Regions from separate parts of the Mus musculus genome. Here region 2 is linked to region 1. Evidence: chromatin contacts called from public Hi-C data. All regions are on one chromosome and are shown on one strand. The core of a region is the stretch at or near the end of the contact, and the rest is flanking DNA. Distances in the headings are between cores, read along the strand shown. Region 1 has its middle 63 kb from the start of Gm34675. Region 2 has its middle 44 kb from the start of Gm35145.

Region 1 (2,700 bases), core at 22-2,521:
TAACGGGTCTTCTATTCCTGTAACACCAAAGCAGCTTCCCGGCAACCTATTGGACGCATAGGAGGGAGAAAAGAATATATTTTAATAAATCGAGGATGGCGACGGGGTTGTGAAATGGGTTGTAGAGCCCTGTTCTTTAGTCCTAGAAAAAGATGAGGCTGTTGTGGGGTGGGGCAAGATTGAGGGGGGGTTGAGGGTAATATTGCGAGATAATAGCAACTATGTTAATATCCGGAATTTTCAATGTAGCATAAGTACATTTTGTTTTTCCTTTTAGCACGATTTATAATTAAAGATTTTAATCTGGCTTCACATTGAGTTAATAAGCCCTTTGATTGATTAGGATTCATAAAAATTGCCATTTCCCGCTGATGCTTTTGTGTTTCTGGGGATGCTCTTCTGAAAAGCCGGGTTAAGGTGAATAGGAAGCTGCCATTGTTCCGGCTGAGCTGGGCCAATTCTGGGAACTCCGAACTGCTGTACTCCGCTTGTCCTCGGCAGTATCTTGTTGTTCAGCCAAATTAATGCAGATAGGATCGGCTGGGCTCCAGTTTAGCCAGGTTTGGGGGGGGGGGGGGTAAGGGGGATTCTTCTTTTTAAAAATGTCACCAGGTGCTCTGTACACAGCTCTTTGCTTCTGTGTGGTGACCTGCGCTTTGGTTTATGCAAGTAAATAAATAAAAACTACAATGAAATCTCATCAAATTGATAAATAGAAATGTTAGGAACTGTTTCAAAGATAAAGGGAAGAAAATTACAAAGTAAATGCATACAGAGGCGACAAACCCTAGAATACTAAGCCCCAGATTTTCTTTACAAAATTCAACTTCAGAGGCTGTGTGAGCCGATAAATTACCCGTTTGCATTAATGGCCAATCCTGCAATATGTGGGAAGTGTCCTCCTTCAGCTAAAGGGATGTCTTAGAAATGTAAACACAAATGAATAAATAGGAGAGAGAGAGAGAGAGAGAGAGAGAGAGAGAGAGAGAGGGAGAGACGGGGAGGCAGCCAGGCGGTACGCTAATGCTATTTATCGAGTTAAATAATAGACCCTGCCATCCTTTCCTTCCAAAACCAAACCAAAATTAAGAGCCAAATCAAGAAACAATGATAAATTCTGAGAAAGGGGAGAAGAAAGACAGAGCATGTGAGCCAGGGCCTGTGATTTGAAACGTTCTGTCAGAGAGGCCCCCTTCTCTTCAGCTTATTGTACCCTGGATGTCGGTGAGGGGGGCGTACAGGAGAATTCCCGTCTGCCCACCCTCCCGTCGCTTATTTTTATCAGGGGAAGAAAAAGTGACTGTGTTCAGCTTCCGAAGGGCCTCACTGTGGGGACTGAACCACAGCAAATTCCCTTTGTGTTTCTGGTTCTGAAGGGGCCTGCTATTGTTGCTTGCAGAGACTCTTGAAAAGGCAGGAGGGGGAGTGGGGCCGTGGCAAGCGCCGCCCTCCCCCCCCCAATTTCAACTTGTTCCGGGATCAGTAGTCTCTCCTCCCCTGTCATCCACCCCGACTTCTCGGCATGACTATCATTTTTGTGTACTCTCATCACCATTCAAAAGGGGTCTGAATACAAACAGTTTAAGCGATCATGAGAAACACCGGAAACCGTGTCCAGAGAGCTAAGGGGGCTTGGGGAAGTGTCCCCCAGGTGGGCTGGCAGATGGCACTGGCCTGGCTCTTCTATGGCACCGTCACTCCAGGCCTCTGCCTAGTGTCAATCTGTTAACTTTAAAACCCCACCTTGCTGGCTCTGTTCTCAAAGACCTGATTCTGAAAAGCACTCTGGGTCCTGGCCACACTGGCACCACCCCTTGGATAGAGACTGGTCTTCCGTCCTCAACTCCTTTTCCCTCCATAAGATTGCTGTTTCTCCACAGTATGACCCACACCAGTCCAAGTGAGTCACCAAACGGGTGGAATGAAACCAGTTTGAGTTTCCAGTCAGACCACAGTGCCCCAACCTGCCGGAGGAGCCCGTGCTTGGCCATCACTGGTCTCATTCATTCCTGACCAGCAGGCATAATGGGTGAGCTTTTAAAGCTCACTAATGAAGAAAATTGACCCTAAGCAAAGGAAACCCGGTCCCTTAATACCACCCAGATTGGACATTAGTGCATTCCAATTTTTTTTTTTAAAGGAAAGAAAACAGTCTGACACATGCATTTGCAGCAACATGGAAATAAAACAAATTTAAAGCAAACTTTCCCCTCCCCCCCATCCCCCCCCCCCCCCAACTCAGGTCCCAGGGAATGACAGCAGAGAAGGAGCAATTCCTGGTGCAGTGTGCTCCATCAGTTAAAGGTACCTTTGAATGAATGTCAGCCCCTTTCTACCTTAGTGCCAGTCGATCGATGCTTCATTAGGACTGAATTGTCTTTTGCCCATGCAACCTTGAAAATAGTCCCTTTAATTACCTGTGAGGAAGTCAGGATCTCTCTCTCTCTCTCTCTCTCTCTCTCTCTCTCTCTCTCTCTCTCTCTCTCTCTCTCTCTCTTCCTTCCCTCCCAGTTTTCTTTGGCAGCAGAAGGGGAGGTGGGGGCTATGGAGACAGGGTCATTCACGTTTATTTACAGTTTGTATGTCTGGATCCATCACTCTTTCAGAGAGAAGCTGAAAGGAGAAGGGAGCGTGGGGGCAGGGGGGGATTTGAACAGGAGGGGAAAAAATGGAAAAGAAAGAAATATTGGACCCTGAGGT
Region 2 (2,700 bases), core at 5-2,504, 1.2 Mb after region 1:
GTAAAAGGCCACCATTGACCGGTACATGGCACTGCCAACCAACATCACCTAAACAGATGGAATAACTGCCAATGGAATTTGTGTTTTAATCACATTAATGTATTTGGCAGGGAGATCCACCTAAGTACACATTTCAAAGTCTGCCTTTGATCTGAGCCCCTTTGGGGCATTTTCCATGACTGATAAACTCCTCCTCTGAGTTCATAGACAAATGATGGAAATTGTGGGTTTTTTTTGGTTTTTTTTTTTTTTTTTTTTAAGAAAGGGAGAAGGAAGCCAGACACCCACGTCCCATCTGGCCTCTCCGTCTCTTGGGGGATGAGAAGCTCCGAGATTCAGGACATCTCACTCTCCTCTCACCTGCCTGGGCAGCTCCCTAAGAAGGGCTCCCTGAAAAGGACACTACTGCCCACCCAGTCCCTTCTCCCCCTTGAACACAGAGACACACATACATGCTTGATACAGAATCCACGGTCTCTGCGAGGCTCCTTCTGCTATTTTACAGACGCCTGTTTGGATGCTTGTGGAAAGCCTGCTGCCAACAGCTTCCCTCAGCATCTGCCCCTCTAGCCCATCACACATGTCTTGCTTAGCTTTCTAATATACCGTGATGGAAATCAGAAGCTGCGCTTTGAATGAAAACGCTCTAATTGTGCGATCATTCCTTCTAACTGTTCCACCGTGAGTCAGGCTCAGTACAGACACACAGACAAAACCAAGCCCTGTTGAACTTGGCAGTTTCCGCTCTTCCGGAGACGCAAAGGGCAGAAGGTCATAAGCAAAGTGTGATGGCTACTGAGGGGAAAAGCTGCTACATACAGATTCCCCGCTCAGACGCAGCTCCACCTTGCCTGCTCTTGAAATGGATCATCAGCTACGTCCCTTCCCCACTTAGGATAAAGAGATCTGAGGAGGTTTTTAATTCTCAGATGAATTTTCTTGTTTGTTTGTTTGGTGGATTTTCCCCCCTTCTTTCTCCTCCACAGAACACAACTAGCAAATGATTGGATCTTTGACAGAACAAAGGTATTTTTGATGGCTCTGTAATCTAGTGCGCTAATGTTCCCAGTCCCCTCATTGTCTTGCTGTCTGATCCTATCCCTTCTGCCAGACAGTCACTGCGGGATGAGTCACTTTTAATGTCTGATAATCAAGGTGAATTTTCAAAAAGCTGCCATTTTGGAATTATGCACTATATCCCAGTGTCAGGGACTAGAAAAGAAAGTGAAGGGATAAGGAAGGCTAAGATAGACACCTACTGTATGTTTGGAGAACTGCAGGACCCAGCCAACGTGGTACCAGATAAGATGTGTCTGGAGGGTCCAAGTCGATCAAGGCATACATGATGAGACAGAGACTATGTTAATTATAAATTAAAAATAACTTCTATGATAATGAAGATTATATGCACAGGAGAAAACGTCTTAGTTAAAACAGACTAGAAGGATAGAATTAAAACGCAGCCATTTGGGGCCATGGATTCTGTACCTACTGAATATATTGTGGTCTATTAAATAACCTAATACAAACTTAACATTTGAAAAAGAATAGAAGGGAATTGTAGTAGTCTCCGTGGAAGCTGTATTGTCTGCTGTCCTTACTTAAAGCGCTATCTGCTAAGAACATTACCTAGCTGATGAACACAGCCTCTCTCCAACCACGGAGATGAGATATTTCTAGAATCATTTAAAGAAATACCCACCCTACTCCCCAACAACAACAACAACAAACAAACAAACAAACAAAAAACCCACCAAGCCCAGTGAACTAGCCAGAGGGATGCTAAAAACCCAAGGCAAACAAAGGGTATCAGACACTCTTTCCGGGTTTTGGCTCTTCAAGTATAGGGTGGTCATTGTCTCCTCTGAGGTAATTAACTAGAGCCACGGCTCCAAATTGTAGACCTTGTTTTTCATTGTGGGCGTTGTGCTAAGTGGTGGGGTGGCTGAAGGAAGGCGATCTGAGCATAGCCCGCGAGTTCCGTTTATTATCTGGAGACGTGAGCACTATAAATAGAGCCAGGCTGTTTTGACTAGGGAAATGCTGTCCTCCTCACAGCCAGGGGATGCTGGGGAGCAGACGCTGAAGCTTCAAAGCTTTGTCCTGCTTTAGAAAAGCGTGAGGTTTTTCATGGCTGTTTCAGTGGCTGGTCGGAGAGTCTGCAGGCGCTTTATCTGTCCTGGGGGAAGGAAGAAATGGCATTTCAGAGGATGCTATTTTATACCTGTGATGGATGCTTACATGTGTTCTCCAACAGAGGCATCTAAATACCCTGGCATCCTCTGTGTACAAGTTGTATTTACAGATTATTACACTTATATTATCTACAGTGGTTACCACTAATCCTCTGTGTGTGTGTGTGTGTGTGTGTGTGTGTGTGTGTGTGTGTGTGTGTGTGTTGGGGGGGTAACAGAGAGACACACATATAAGCGCACACACATATGAGCACACATATGCTATAATCCCATAAAATGGCTATAAAATAGGCACATGAAGAAAATTTGTCGTTGCTGCATGGCTGTTATAGTGCACATAAAAGAAGATTTAAAAGCCAGAGAGTATTTGAGCTGTAAGCAAGTCCTTAGAGGTCATTTGGTACAGTCCTAATTGTAGTAAGATGGCAGAAAAGTGACTTGTCCTGTGACACTCAGTCAGAGGTCAGCAGGTGCCAGGCTAATGCCGAGGTCCTTTCTCTCAGCT

Evidence for each region. A called contact is a pair of places that touch in the nucleus more often than the background predicts.
Region 2: a contact with region 1 is called in a Hi-C map of the N1E-115 cell line, with 5 times the contacts expected there. The contact joins two enhancer-like sites. A contact is called at or near these places in 1 of 39 promoter capture datasets (hippocampal neurons), 2 of 484 Hi-C or Micro-C datasets (the N1E-115 cell line and cerebral cortex), 1 of 115 datasets of contacts at active chromatin or transcription factors (differentiating embryonic stem cells) and 2 of 9 other capture datasets (embryonic stem cells and embryonic tail).

The regions. Positions count from the first base shown.
Region 1 is chr8:108,245,325-108,248,024 of GRCm38.p6, forward strand. No RefSeq gene overlaps it. Among named protein-coding and RNA genes, the nearest start is that of Gm34675, 63 kb to the right of the region's middle. RefSeq lists an enhancer at 1-1,507. Within about 2 kb of position 1,272, at least 22 of the 459 cell types and tissues checked have an H3K27ac peak or open chromatin away from gene starts, as enhancers often do. A contact at or near this core is called in the N1E-115 cell line, where this site is marked.
Region 2 is chr8:109,416,172-109,418,871 of GRCm38.p6, forward strand. It overlaps a transcript of Pmfbp1 not described here. Among named protein-coding and RNA genes, the nearest start is that of Gm35145, 44 kb to the right of the region's middle. Within about 2 kb of position 1,255, at least 67 of the 459 cell types and tissues checked have an H3K27ac peak or open chromatin away from gene starts, as enhancers often do. A contact at or near this core is called in the N1E-115 cell line, where this site is marked.